Regions from separate parts of the Ovis aries genome. Here all the other regions are linked to region 3. Evidence: chromatin contacts called from public Hi-C data. All regions are on one chromosome and are shown on one strand. Each heading gives the region's core, a stretch centred on a gene start, on an enhancer-like site or on the middle of the called end of the contact. The rest is flanking DNA. Distances are from core to core; before and after follow the strand shown.

The links. A called contact is a pair of places that touch in the nucleus more often than the background predicts.
Region 1: a Hi-C map of tail adipose tissue shows a contact between it and region 3, with 7 times the contacts expected there. The contact joins the enhancer-like site here to the promoter of TSC22D3 in region 3. A contact is called at or near these places in 3 of 16 Hi-C or Micro-C datasets (skin fibroblasts and tail adipose tissue).
Region 2: a contact with region 3 is called in a Hi-C map of mesenteric adipose tissue, with 2.8 times the contacts expected there. The contact joins the enhancer-like site here to the promoter of TSC22D3 in region 3. A contact is called at or near these places in 7 of 16 Hi-C or Micro-C datasets (blood, hypothalamus, mesenteric adipose tissue and 3 more).

What each region holds. Positions count from the first base shown.
Region 1 is chrX:127,360,034-127,364,469 of ARS-UI_Ramb_v3.0, reverse strand. The region is part of intron 3 of MID2 (midline 2); the gene reads left to right. Among named protein-coding and RNA genes, the nearest start is that of MID2, 61 kb to the left of the region's middle. Within about 2 kb of position 2,294, at least 2 of the 54 cell types and tissues checked have an H3K27ac peak or open chromatin away from gene starts, as enhancers often do.
Region 2 is chrX:127,557,099-127,561,449 of ARS-UI_Ramb_v3.0, reverse strand. It overlaps TSC22D3 (TSC22 domain family member 3), which reads right to left. Exons shown (of 4, transcript XM_027963356.3): 4 at 3,717-4,351. Among named protein-coding and RNA genes, the nearest start is that of TRNAG-CCC, 57 kb to the left of the region's middle. Within about 2 kb of position 2,574, at least 20 of the 54 cell types and tissues checked have an H3K27ac peak or open chromatin away from gene starts, as enhancers often do. A contact at or near this core is called in tail adipose tissue, where this site is marked.
Region 3 is chrX:127,487,906-127,492,042 of ARS-UI_Ramb_v3.0, reverse strand. TSC22D3 (TSC22 domain family member 3) reads right to left here and starts at 1,913. Exons shown (of 4, transcript XM_027963356.3): 1 at 1,751-1,913; 2 at 664-1,089. The coding sequence starts at 1,845.

The DNA of each region.
Region 1 (4,436 bases), core at 1,045-3,544, 130 kb after region 3:
CTCATCTTTCCTCATCAATACCACAGGCAGGCGAACCAGTGAATCCCTGAGCTACAGAGCAGGGATTGGATGTGGGAAGGTGCATATTCATCAATGCATTAACAAGTATTTTAATGAGCCTCCAAGGTATAGTGCTTTATGCTGCTTGGAGCTTAGAGTACAGGACAGATGGGGTCCTCTCCATTAGGGAGCATTGCAGAGGAAACTGCAACAGAATGTAATTACGCTATTACATTTTTATAAGTAAGGGAATGTGTTAGCTTTCTTGCTTACACACCTATTTCTTCGAGATTCAGCCTAATATCTTTTGGGCTCTGAGCCTAGGGAATTGTGATAATTACGGGGAGAGCTCAGAGCAGAAAAGCAGAGAATAACATGCTTGAGCCAGCCACATTCCTTCCCAGCCAAAGATGTGAAATGTAATCAGTGTTTTGTCAGAAATCAGCACTTAATCTCCATTTTGGCACCAGCCTTCTACTCTAAATGGAGGGAGAAGGTGATGGTCTGACTCCTGGTAGGAAGACAGACCATGTTATGTTCAGAGGCAAGACAAACCCTGTCCCACAGTACGGAGGTAACTACCTTCGGGCATGAGATCTTGATGCTTAGGTGTGGCAAGAAGTATAAGAAAAGAGACACGGTACTCTCAGAGAAAAGTAATCATGACCCAGGATGTTCCAGAAAGAAAAACATGCAGAAACTGAATAAAAATAAACCAGATGATAAAAGAGGGCTTGCTCATTTGTTCTGCAGACAACCCCAGAAGATACAGTGGTTTTAGCAAGAGTAGTTACAGTCATCATCATCATCAGAGCAGTAGTAGGAAAATCGAAACAAACAAAAAAAAAACAACTATCTGACTACCCATTATATATCAGAAAATGCATTTGGTGCTTTATTTCGGTTGCTTAATCTAATAAACGTGTACAAACCATTACAAGGCTGGATACTAGTCTCATCCTTATTTGCAAAAGAGGAAACTTAGGCTGCTTGCCCAAGACCAGACAGGTCATTGGTAAGCAGCAGAGCTGGGAGGCTAACCTGAGGCTGTCTAACTTCAAAGGCCATTCTTTTAACTATTTTTGATTTGATTTTTGGTTCAGTAAAGATAAACCCTTACCCCAGGACACCCAGGAATCCTTCCCACAGAGTGTTCACACGGATGCACGTGCATGTCTGTGCCCTCACTCTCTCTGTCTCTGTCCATCCCCAACCCCATCCCCACCGAGATAGCCTGACCAAGGGCTCTTCTCAGGACCCCTTTATTTCCTTGGACTTTCCCATATAGAAACCCCTTAGCTGTCATCCCTCTCCTGGCTCATGAGGTAGTTGGGACTCCTGAAAATACGTTGTCCAGGCATCTTTGTTATCTGCTTATGTAATTGGACATTTTTCTGGGGTCTCCTTTTTCACTGATGCTCTTATACAGAATTCTTCAGGTCCTTGTGCTGAGGCTCTTTCCTGGTGCTTCTCCATCTTCTTTCCCTACCCCCCAGTTCCTCCACCCTCCACAGCTTAGAAACAATATAGCCCCTTCTTCAGCTGTTTTCAGGGCTTCCCAAGTGGGTCAGTGGTAAAGAATCTGCCTGCCAATGCAGGAGACATGGGTTCAATCCCTGGGTTGGGAAGATCCCCTGGAAAAGGAAATGGCAACCCACTCCAGTATTCTTGCCATGGACAGAGGAGACTGGCCAGCTACAGTCTATTATGTTGCAGAGAGTCAGACACAACTAAGCACGCACGTAGCAGCTATTTTCACTCTTCCACTTGGGCCCCTGTTCTTTCTAGTGACCATCTTCCTTTTTTGAACATGGAACCAGTTTTTTTTTTTTCCCTTTTGTCATCTGAAGTCCCCTGCCTCATAAAGAATGACTTTTCTCAGAATGGTGGTTTCCCTAACCTTAACTGTCAGAATGTGAATTTCCTGGGCTGTCTTGCTCCATATGTATATAGGAAGTACCGGGATACTGCAGCCATCACCCAGAGACAAAGGTCTTGGGGAGGGTAAATGCTCCCCACAGTCTAGTCTGAGGCTAAAGAAAGCATATTTTTTCATTGGCTCACGCTACTTTCTTTCCCTTACATAATTCTGTGGTTGTGAAAGGCAGTTAAAAGGAGAGCTTGGGGAAAAGCCCTAGACTTGGAATCAGGAAACCTGGTTTCTGTTACTGGCTCTGCCACCCACCAGCTGCAAGACCTTGGGCAGAGCAGCCAGTGCATCACCTCTGGTACACTGCCTGCTTGGCTGTATTAGAATGACCAGATTCTGTCTCATTTCCTTCTGTGGACTATAAGCTTCTTAAAGGCAGTGGCCATGACACATTCCTTTTGGAAACCACAGTTCCTAGCTGGTCTATCTGAGTCATGCTGTCCCCTTCTCTAATCTACTTTCCACATTGTTGTGGGAATGAACTTAAAAAAAATGCAAATCCCATATGTCATTCCCCTACCACAAACAATTCAGTGGTTCCCCATCATGATTAAAATAAAGGTTTATAAGACCCATCATAGTCTGGACCCTACCTACCTCTAGCATGTGCTCTTTACTACCTGCACTTTGTACTTTTGTCATTCATATTCCACAGATATTTAGGCATATTTCTGCCTTGGGCTAGGCATTGGAAATACAGTGTGAAGATGGCCCCTGCCCTCATAGAACTTCCACTCCTCCCCTCTTCTCCTGGCTGACTACTGCTTGTCTCTTAAGACTCAGCTCAGGCATCCCCTCCTCCAGGAACCCATCACACATGCTCTGTACTCTCTCTCTCCTTCCCCTGTGTACCTGAAGCACTTTATGCATACTTCAGTCTTAGCACTTCTATGTATTGATCTGTCTCTCCACTAGACTGTAAACTCTGAGAAGGCATACTGTGTGCTCTCCACTTTTTTATACCCAGCACATGGCTTGGTACGTAATAGATACCGAGAAAGGATAATTGAATAAACAGTACCCTCTGGTGGCTTGCTGTTGTAAGTGTAATCTTTCACACATCATGAAAGTGAAAGTGAAAGCTGATCAGTCCTGTCTGACTCTTTGTGACCCCGTGGTCTATACAGTCCATGGAATTCTGCAGGCCAAAATACTGGAGTGGGTAGCCTTTCCCTTCTCCAGGGGATCTTTCCAACCCAGAGATTGAACCCAGGTCTCCCACATTGCAGGCGGATTCTTTACCAGCTGAGCCACCACGGAAGCCCAAGAATACTGGAGTAGGTAGCCTATCCCTTCTCCAGGGGATCTTCCCAACCCAGGAATTGAACCAGGGTCTCCTGCATTGCAGGCAGATCCTTTACCAACTGAGCTATCAGGGAAGCCCTCACACATAAGGGTAGGTAAAGCATAGCTGATTACCCAAGAGAGGTAACTTTTCCTTTCTTTTAACATTGGGTGGAAAACTATTTCAGAATATGTGGTTACCTAGCACCTAGGTTGTTATTCCAAATTTTCCCAACTCTTTCATAATCAGCAAACAATACATAAATGACAGAACACGATTGTCATTTTGAGTAATTGTGTGAAAAGAAAATGTAAGGGAAATTTCTCTCATGTAATGAAGAAATGTAACCTTGTCTATAATTTTGCATTTTACCTTTATGTCAGGGCCAGCATACTCACATTCATTCATTAATTCAGCAGATATTTGTTGAGTACCTGCAATGTGCCAGGCACTATTCTAGGTGTTGAAGGTATAGCAGTGAACAAAACAGATTCTTTAATAAGCTTTCATTCTAGTTGGGAGAGAGACATGATAAACAAGCATATTTTTACTAGGGGTTATATGTGTTATGGGTAAAAAGAAAACCAGGGTGCAAAGTTCTAAAGACTTATTAGCTATAATTTCAGAAAGATACATAAATATTGGTTCACGAGACCTGCCTAAAACATTGTGGGACTTCTAGAATTTTCTTTCTTTTTTCTTTTAAATGTTAAAATAAGTTAAAGCTCAGATTTGTTGTTGTTATTCAGTCATTAAATCCTATCTGACTCTTTGTGACCCTATAGACTGCAGCATGCCAGGCTTCCCTGTCCTTCACTATTCCCAGTTTGCTTCAATTCATATCCATTGAGGGATATGGATATCTAACCATCTCATCCTCTGACACCCCCTTCTCCTTTTGCCTTCAGTCTTTCCCAGCATCAGGGTCTTTTCCAATGAGCCAGCTGCTCGCATCAGGTGGCCAAAGTATTGGAGCTTCAACTTTAACATCAGTCCTTCCAGTGAATACTCAGGACTGATTTCCTTTAGGATGGACTGGTTTGATCTCCTTGCTGTCCAGGGGACTCTCAAAGCCCCCCCACACACACACACAAAAGAGTCTCCAGCACCGCAGTTTGAAAGAGTCAGTTCTTTGGTGCTCAGCCTTAGGTATGGTCCAACTCTCACATCCATACATGACTACTGGGAAAACCATACCTTTGACTAGATGAACCTTTGCTG
Region 2 (4,351 bases), core at 1,325-3,824, 69 kb before region 3:
ATTTCTAGCCAACTAGGAGGAGAGGAGGTGAGATTTGAAATCAAGATTTTTCCAGGGTAAGTAGGATGATGTTAGGATACTTCAAAATACCCTAAAGAGAATGTGCAGCTTATTTCCTCTGGTCTTTCTAGACTCCTTCTCCCTATACCTCAGGTCCTAGTGGCCCCGCTTCCTCATCTCACTCCGTGGGTTCTTCCTTTGGAGCTTCACCAGAAGTACCTTCTTCTGTAGTGGTTCCCAGTCTGAGAGCCCTGTGCCTTGCGCCTCTGCAGTCTTAGTCTGTAAATAATCTACCACCCACATTTCTGTTCTACTTTTCAAACCCACCTCTATGCTCATGTGGCAAATACAGTAAGCTTCTTTAAAAGCCCCATTGAATTCACAGTCACTGCTTGTCATTACGTATTCTCTTTCTCTATCTCAGTGAATAATACCCTGGAGACACCATGTGTTCAGTTCCAGACTGTGGCCATAAAGTGAATATCATAATAAAGCAAGTCACGTGAATTTTTTTGTTTCCCAGTGCATATCAAATGTATGTTTACAGTATACTGTAGTCTATTAAGTGTGCAGTAGCATTAGGGCTTAAAAAACAATGTTCAGTTCAGTTCAGTTCAGTCGCTCAGTCGTGTCCGACTCTTTGCAACCCCATGAATTGCAGCATGCCAGGCCTCCCTGTCTATCACCAACTCCAGCGTTCACTCAAACTCATGTCCATCGAGTCGGTGATGCCATCCAACCATCTCATCCTCTGTCGTCCCCTTCTCCTCCTGCCCCCAATCCCTCCCAGCATCAGGGTCTTTTCCAATGAGTCAACTCTTCACATGAGGTGGCCAAAGTACTGGAGTTTCAGCTTCAGCATCATTCCCTCCAAAGAACACCCAGTACTGATCTCCTTTAGAATGGACTGGTTGGATCTCCTTGCAGTCCAAGGGACTCTCAAGAGTCTTCTCCAACACTGCAGTTCAAAAGCATCAATTCTTCAGTGCTCAGCCTTCTTCACAGTCCAGCTCTCACATCCATACATGAACACTGGAAAAACCATAGCCTTGACCAGACAGACCTTTGTTGGCAAAGTAATGTCTCTGCTTTTGAATATGTCATCTAGGTTGGTCATAACTTTCCTTCCAAGGAGTAAGCGTCTTCTAATTTCATGGCTGCAATCACCATCTGCCATGATTTTGGAGCCCCCCAAAATGAAGTCTGACACTGTTTTCACTGTTTCCCCATCTATTTCAAGTTGGCTTAAAGCTCAACATTCAGAAAAAGCAATGTACATACCATAATTAAAAAATACCTTATCACTGAAAAATGCCAAGCATCATCTGAGCCTTCAGCAAGTCATAGTATCATCAAAGATCTCAGATCACCATAAAAATATAGCAACAGTGAAAAAGTTGAAAACATCACAAGAATTACTGAAATGTCACACCAGGACACAAAGTGAGCAAACACTGTTGCAAAAATGGCACTGATAGATTTGTTTGATGCAGGGTGGCCAGAAACCTTTGTTTAAAAAAAAAAAATATCTGCAAAGTACAATAAAGTGAGGTATGACTATATTAAGAGTTCAACTACTTTTGGGTTGGGATAGATTGGGGGAGAGTTTTGACATTTAAAAGGGGCTCCTGATGTCACCAAGGTCCCATGGGATCAGTGGGAGTAGCACTGAGCTCTCTGGTTCTGAGTTTTCTTATCTGTGAAATGGAGGTGAATCACAAGTGTCTGTTTCTGTAAGGGCAGGAAACATGGCTGTGGCGGTGGGGAGGGGGCGGCAGGCTGCATGAGGATCAGATGAGACGGTGGTAGGAGGGTCCTGGGAGAGGGAGCATGTCCAGGCAGGGGAACATACCGCTTCGGTACTTCTGGTTCTTTTCCTTGTACTGGGTCCAGCCCGACCAGCTGGGCCCGGAAGCCCCAAGCTGTGAAGGTCTTTCCAGGAGTCATGTTTTCTTTTGCCTTTCCCCACCCCTGCTGGTTTTCTGTGGAACAAAAACAACAAGAGCTGCTCCTCTATGTGACTGACAAACAGCCACAAAGTTCCTCTTATCTAGTCTAGCAACTGCTGTGGCCTCAGAAGGTGCAGTGTTTGTCTCTGTTTAGTCATGGTTGCCTGGGCAACGTACTTGTTCTCTCTTTCCCACTGTGTGACTGTGGGTATGTTTTTCCCCTTTCTCATAGGGAAGGGCTGGATGACCAGAGAGGGCTGTATGTTTGCTGGGCCATCTCCTGAGTTTCCTTTTTTCATCTGTTGGTTCTTATTTGGCTGGAAATCAGCATATGGGAAGTCTGCAGATGAGCCTAAGAGTGGAAAAGTCCCTCAGTTCGTGAGATGGGGAGGGGATGGGAGTAAGTGGGAACTGGGGAGAACTGGGTTGGGTGGAGAGATGAGGGGAACTGGGGGAGTAGCTGCTTGATGCAACCTTTGTGTCCATTCTACCAGCTGTGAAGTCTGCACAGCCAGGAAATTGATCAAATGGGCAGGTGCAGACAATGAGCTTGGCATCATGAGTTGAGAGGTGAGGAGCAGAAAGAGAAGTTGGGATTTGAGAGACCAGCAAGCAGGGTAAGGTTGTGAAGAAGAGGTTTAGTGATTCTAAACGAATAGGCCTACATGTGTGACCTTTACAGTGAAAGAAGCCTGCCATTGGAAATATATCCAGTCAGTGATGGGTGCAAGAAAAGGAGCCAAGACCTCTTGGCCCTTGAGGTTTATGGCTCAGGAAGGTCAAGGAATTCCTTTAAATTTCAAGTGACAAAGAGGTAGGTGCATATGCTACAGGAAGCTGAGATGGAACGGAGTCACTCACACAGGAGTGATTCCCTCCCTTGGGAAACTGGGAGGCTTAGACCACAGCTTAGGGCCCATAGTGGCTCCAGGTAAGGACACAGTGGAGGAGACAGTGAATGCCCAGAATCAGAGAAATGGCTGGACCCCAGATGCCAGAGACATGGAGCCCAGGAAAGGGTGATGGGTAAGTAAGGATGCCTCCAAGGAGAGACAGAGGAGGGAAGTGGAGTTGGGATACTTAGACTTGGCCGTGCCCAAGGGGCTGGTGGGTTTTGTGAGCAAAATCTCAGTAGTAACAAGTGCAGCAGCAGAGCTTGAGAGCATCTCCCCTTGGGGGAGTGGGATGGGGTTTGGGCCATCGTATATACTGTGTGTCCTTTTCTCACTGAGGCCCTCTTAGCCCCTTTTCCAGTGTCAGTGGTCTCCTGTGGGTGGTATTAAGGTAAATGTACTAAGTGATCTGGATGATGTTTCAGAGGAGAGAGGCCCATTTGTGTTTATTTGGTTCCCCTCTTCTTGCTCCCTCACATGGACACCGTGCCATTTTCTTTTGGGGCCTTTCTTGGGGGACCCTTCCTTGCAAATCACCCCTCAAGCTGAAGTTGTACATTAGTAGTCACCTCACCACTCACTCCCAAGCTGCCATATGAAAGCAGGAGTGGGAGAGAGGGATGGATGGAAGATTGGGTCCCAATTTGCCATAATAGCTGTGTGACTTTTGGCAAGTCACTTCAGCGGGCTGAGTCTCCGCTTACTCACCCGTACAATGGGGGTGTTGTGACAGTTACGCAAGATCATTGGTGTAGCACAGGCCTGCCACTCAGGTCGTGCCCATGAGCAGATGAGTCAGAAAAACAGTGCCCCCAACCACCATTAGGGCCTCTACCACCCACTCTGTTTTAAGCTCAGGCGGACACCAGGTTTATTTTTAGAAAAAAAAAAAAAGAGCAAAGTTTATTGAAATGTCAAGCTACATTTGAAAAATCAAAATCCAAATCCTGGAGACATAACATCAGGATAAGGTGTTAGAAAGTGGGAAGTGTTCAACTGCCACAGAACTCCCTAGAGACAAGCTCCCTGAGCACATCACCCAGGCATCATTGGGTCAGAGTTATTCCCTTGTCCATGAGAGGACACCGGCAAGCTGATCATTCTCTGCACTTGAAAGTTTTCCACAACCGTTAACAACAAAACAAGGTTTTCAGATGACAAAGTCCCAGCTGATCTTCTCTCAACCCCATTCTATGTAGTCAGCACCAGTGAATGGTGGGTTTGGCATTCAGAAGGGGACCTCACATGTATTCAGGGGACATATGGGGCAAAGGTTGCAGCAGCAAGGCATTTAGAGGCTGGCCCCCTCCCTGCCTTTACTCTTTTTTTTTTTAATATAAATTTGTTTAATTGGAGGCTAATTACAATATTGTATTGGTTTTGCCATACATCAACATGAATCCGCCACGGGTATACACGTGCCTTTACTCTTTAATTTTACTTAACCTAAAGGACAAACTGGATCCACTTGGTAAATAAACAAATCTAAGAATTAGCTTTAAGAGATAA
Region 3 (4,137 bases), core at 664-3,163:
ATCCACCCTCCTGTCCTGGGATGCTCTTTGGGGCTGCTTTTAGCTATCACTGGAAATGGAAGGCTGTGATCCATGGTGGATCATGGATGGGGAGGGGTCCCCCTATCCAGAGTTTCAAGAAATTCTCACAGGTCTCTTAATTTTTCTTATTCCCCACCCTCCCCCACACCAGTAGCAGCTGAATCTGCCGGGACAATTTGCTTGCCCCTATTCTCAGTCAGGGCCACTCAGTAATTTAAAAGCCCTTGCAATTTCCGCCCAAGTTTGCCTGTTTGGAAATGGACTTTTGATAAGCATGGAACTCAGGTCCCAAGAGCATCCCATGGCAGACTCTCCAAAGTGGCCATAGAAATGCAAACATTTGGGTAGAAAGTGCCGCCGACTATCCCCAAAGCATCTACCGCTCTGTCGCTCTGTCCATCTTCTGGGCTCCAGCATTTCCCCAGGAAAGCCTCCGCAGGCACCTTTCCAAACAGGGCTCCCACCTGCCAGGCCTGCCCTCAGCCACACAGGAATCCAGGTAGCCTCCTGGGTCGGGTTGTGGCGGTCCTGGGCGCCCAAACCTCCAGTGCCCCTCTCGGCCTTCCGGAGGGGCGCATTCAGCCCAGGCAGGTGCGAGGCAGCCGGGACCAGGTGCCCACCCGCGCGGGCCCCGCCACCTACCTGTGGAAGAAGAGCAGAATGGAAAGCATGGTCTGGTCAATGTTGCGGTTGCAGATGCCCTCGTTGATCAGATAGCAGGGGTCCCGCAGCACGGGCTCTAGCGAATCCTGCCGCATTATGCTATTGAGCTTGTCGGTGTTGAGGTTCTCGAAGACCAGCTTCTCCTGCAGCTGCCGAAAGTTGCTCACGGTGGGGCTGCCCGAGTTGTTGTTGTCCCCGCCGTTGTCGCGCTGGAGCCCGCTCCGGTGGGCCAGGTCCAGGCAGCAGTTGCAGCAGTCGAGGCCGACAGGTGAGCGGCAGTCGGACTTGGGCTGGGCCATGTTCTCCAGCTCGGGGCCCGCCTGGCCCGCGAGGTCAGGGGCAGCCGGCAGGTGCGCGCCCGCCGGGCCGGCCGGAGGAGACTCCAGGGTGTCTGGGACAGACAAGCTGCGAGGAGAAGAAGAGTTGGAAATGAGCGTCAAAAGCCGGCCACCGTCGGCTCGGCCCCCTTCTGGCTGCGCCGCTCGGGGTGCGAATAGAAACAGCTGGACAAACAGCTCTGAGCGGATCCTTCGGGCTCACTTCCTCCTCTTCCTCCTCCTCTCCGCCCCCCTCCTCCTCCTCCGCCTCTCCAGGCCAGGGCCGCCCCCCCCCCCACCCCGAGGTGCCACACGCGGCCCCCGCGCCGTCCCAAGTTTCCCAAGTGTGAGAGCGGGGGCCGGGGGCGGACCTGGGGTAGCAGGAAGGGCGGGCGGCGGGGCCGACAGAGAGCCGGGGCGCGCCCTCGCTCCCTCCCTCTCGGGTTCCCTCCCTCCCTCGCCAGCTCGGGGACTCGCCGGCTCTCAGGCTCTCCGGGTCTGCGCCGGCGGAGCGGCGGCAGAAGCCGAGCGCGAGTGAGCGAGCGAGCGAGCCGCGCGCCCGGGTGTCAGCGCGGAGCCGTGACAGCATGCAAATGACCCGCCGGGGGGCCGGCCGACCACGCGGGGCCGCCGCAGCTTCGCCCGCGCGCGCCCGGGAGCCGGCGGCACGGTACTGTCCCCCTCCCCCGCCCCGCTCCCACCGGGCTTCCGCCCCCATCTCGCCCCAGCACCCGCAGGGCCGCCCGCACCTTCTGCCGCGCTCCCGGGAGCCCGGCCCCGCTCGGCTTCCTTCTGTGAGTCTCGCCGCGCTTCGGCTCGGGCTGTCTCTGTGCTTCTGGCGCATCTTGGGCCAGGAATCCCCGAGAGCCGCCGCGCCACCCCCGGTCTCGAGCTTAACGGGCGGACCAATGTGCCTGGTCCCACCGCGGACGGGTCCCCCTACAGGAGAGACGCCGCCTTCGAGAAGCGGGGTGGGGGTGGGGTGAGGTGCAGAGAGCGCGTGGCCAGTGCTGGGTGTCCGAGGGTGCTGTGCGCGCCTCGGGGGTAACCGACACGCTCCTGCAACAAAACTCACAGAAGCACGCTCAACCGCTCCTCGGTTTCTGTCCGTTTCTTCTCCCTTCATTCCTTTCCCCCTTTCCCCTCAATTGCTCTCTCCCATGTCTTCCCTGAACCCCATCTGAGATGGTCTTTGCTCCAGCTTCCCGGAATGCCAGTGCGTTAGTAGTTCTCCCTCTGTCTGCACGCCCGCCCCCCACGCCTTGCTTCTCTTTGCCTTTCTTCTTCCATTCTTTCTTTCATATTTATTTTTCTGTTCCTTTGCCCCTTTTTCTCTCATTTATTTTTATGTTCTTTTTTCCTCTTTCTTTACTCCTTTCGGCCCTTTCCTTTCTTTCTTGCCCCCTTTCTTATTCCTTTTTTTCCCTTTCCTGGATTTCCTTATTTAGGATTTTTCTCTGCCATTCCTCTTTTACTCCTCTCGGTTTCTTTCTTTCTCCTTTTCTTTCCCTCATTTTATTCCCCCCTGCTCCTCTCACTTCCACACCCCCTCATTCTCCTTAGTTTCGTCTCATCCTCCCCATTTCACTTAGCTTCCCCAAAATTTCCAAACTTGGAGTTTTTTGATCCCCCTAAAGTGCTGCACTCAATATGCCAGCAAATTTGGAAAACTCAGCAGTGGCCACAGGACTGGAAAAGGTCAGTTTCATTCCAACCCCAAAGAAAGGCAATGCCAAAGAATGCTCAAACTACCCCACAATTGCACTCATCTCACATGCTAGTAAAGTAATGCTCAAAATTCTACAAGCCAGGCTTCAACAATACGTGAACCGTGAACTTCCTGATGTTCAAGCTGGTTTTAGAAAAGACAGAGGAACCAGAGATCAAATTGCCAGCATCCGCTGGATCATGGAAAAAGCAAGAGAGTTCCAGAGAAAAATATGCTTTATTAACCATGCCAAAGCCTTTGACTGTGTGGATCACAATAAACTGTGGAAAATTCTGAAAGAGATGGGAATACAGACCACCTGACCTGCCTCTTGAGAAATCTGTATGCAGGTCAGGAAGCAACAGTTAGAACTGGACATGGAACAACAGACTGGTTCCAAATAGGAAAAGGAGTGCATCAAGGCTGTATATTGTCACCCTGCTTATTTAACTTATATGCAGAGTACATCATGAGAAACGCTGGACTGGAAGAAACACAAGCTGGAATCAAGATTGCCGGGAGAAATATCAATAACCTCAGATATGCACATGACACCACCCTTATGGCAGAAAATGAAGAGGAACTAAAAAGCCTCTTGATGAAAGTGAAAGAGGAGAGTGAAAAAGTTGGCTTAAAGCTCAACATTCAGAAAACGAAGATCATGGCATCCAGTCCCATCATTTCATGGGAAATAGATGGGGAAACAGTGGAAACAGTGTCAGACTTTATTTTGGGGGGGGTCCAAAATCACTGCAGATGGTGACTGCAGCCATGAAATTAAAAGACGCTTACTCCTTGGAAGAAAAGTTATGACCAACCTAGATAGCATATTCAAAAGCAGAGACATTACTTTGCCGACTAAGGTCCGTCTAGTCAAGGCTATGGTTTTTCCTGTGGTCATGTATGGATGTGAGAGTTGGACTGTGAAGAAGGCTGAGCACTGAAGAATTGATGCTTTTGAACTGTGGTGTTGGAGAAGACTCGAGAGTCCCTTGGACTGCAAGGAGATCCAACCAGTCCATTCTGAAAGAGATCAGCCCTGGGATTTTTTTTGGAAGGAATGATGCTAAAGCTGAAACTCCAGTACTTTGGCCACCTCATGCGAAGAGTTGACTCACTGGAAAAGACTCTGATGCTGGGAGGGATTGGGGGCAGGAGGAGAAGGGGACGACAGAGGATGAAATGGCTGGATGGCATCACTGACTTGATGGACATGAATCTGAGTGAACTCCAGGAGTTGGTGGTGGACAGGGAGGACTGGCGTGCTGCAATTCATGGGGTCGCAAAGAGTCAGACACGAGTGACCGACTGAACTGAACTGAACTGAACCACCTTGTGCCCTGGGATTTCTTTGGAGGGAATGATGCTGAAGCTGAAACTCCAGTACTTTGGCCACCTCTTGCGAAAAGTTGACTCATTGGAAAAGAC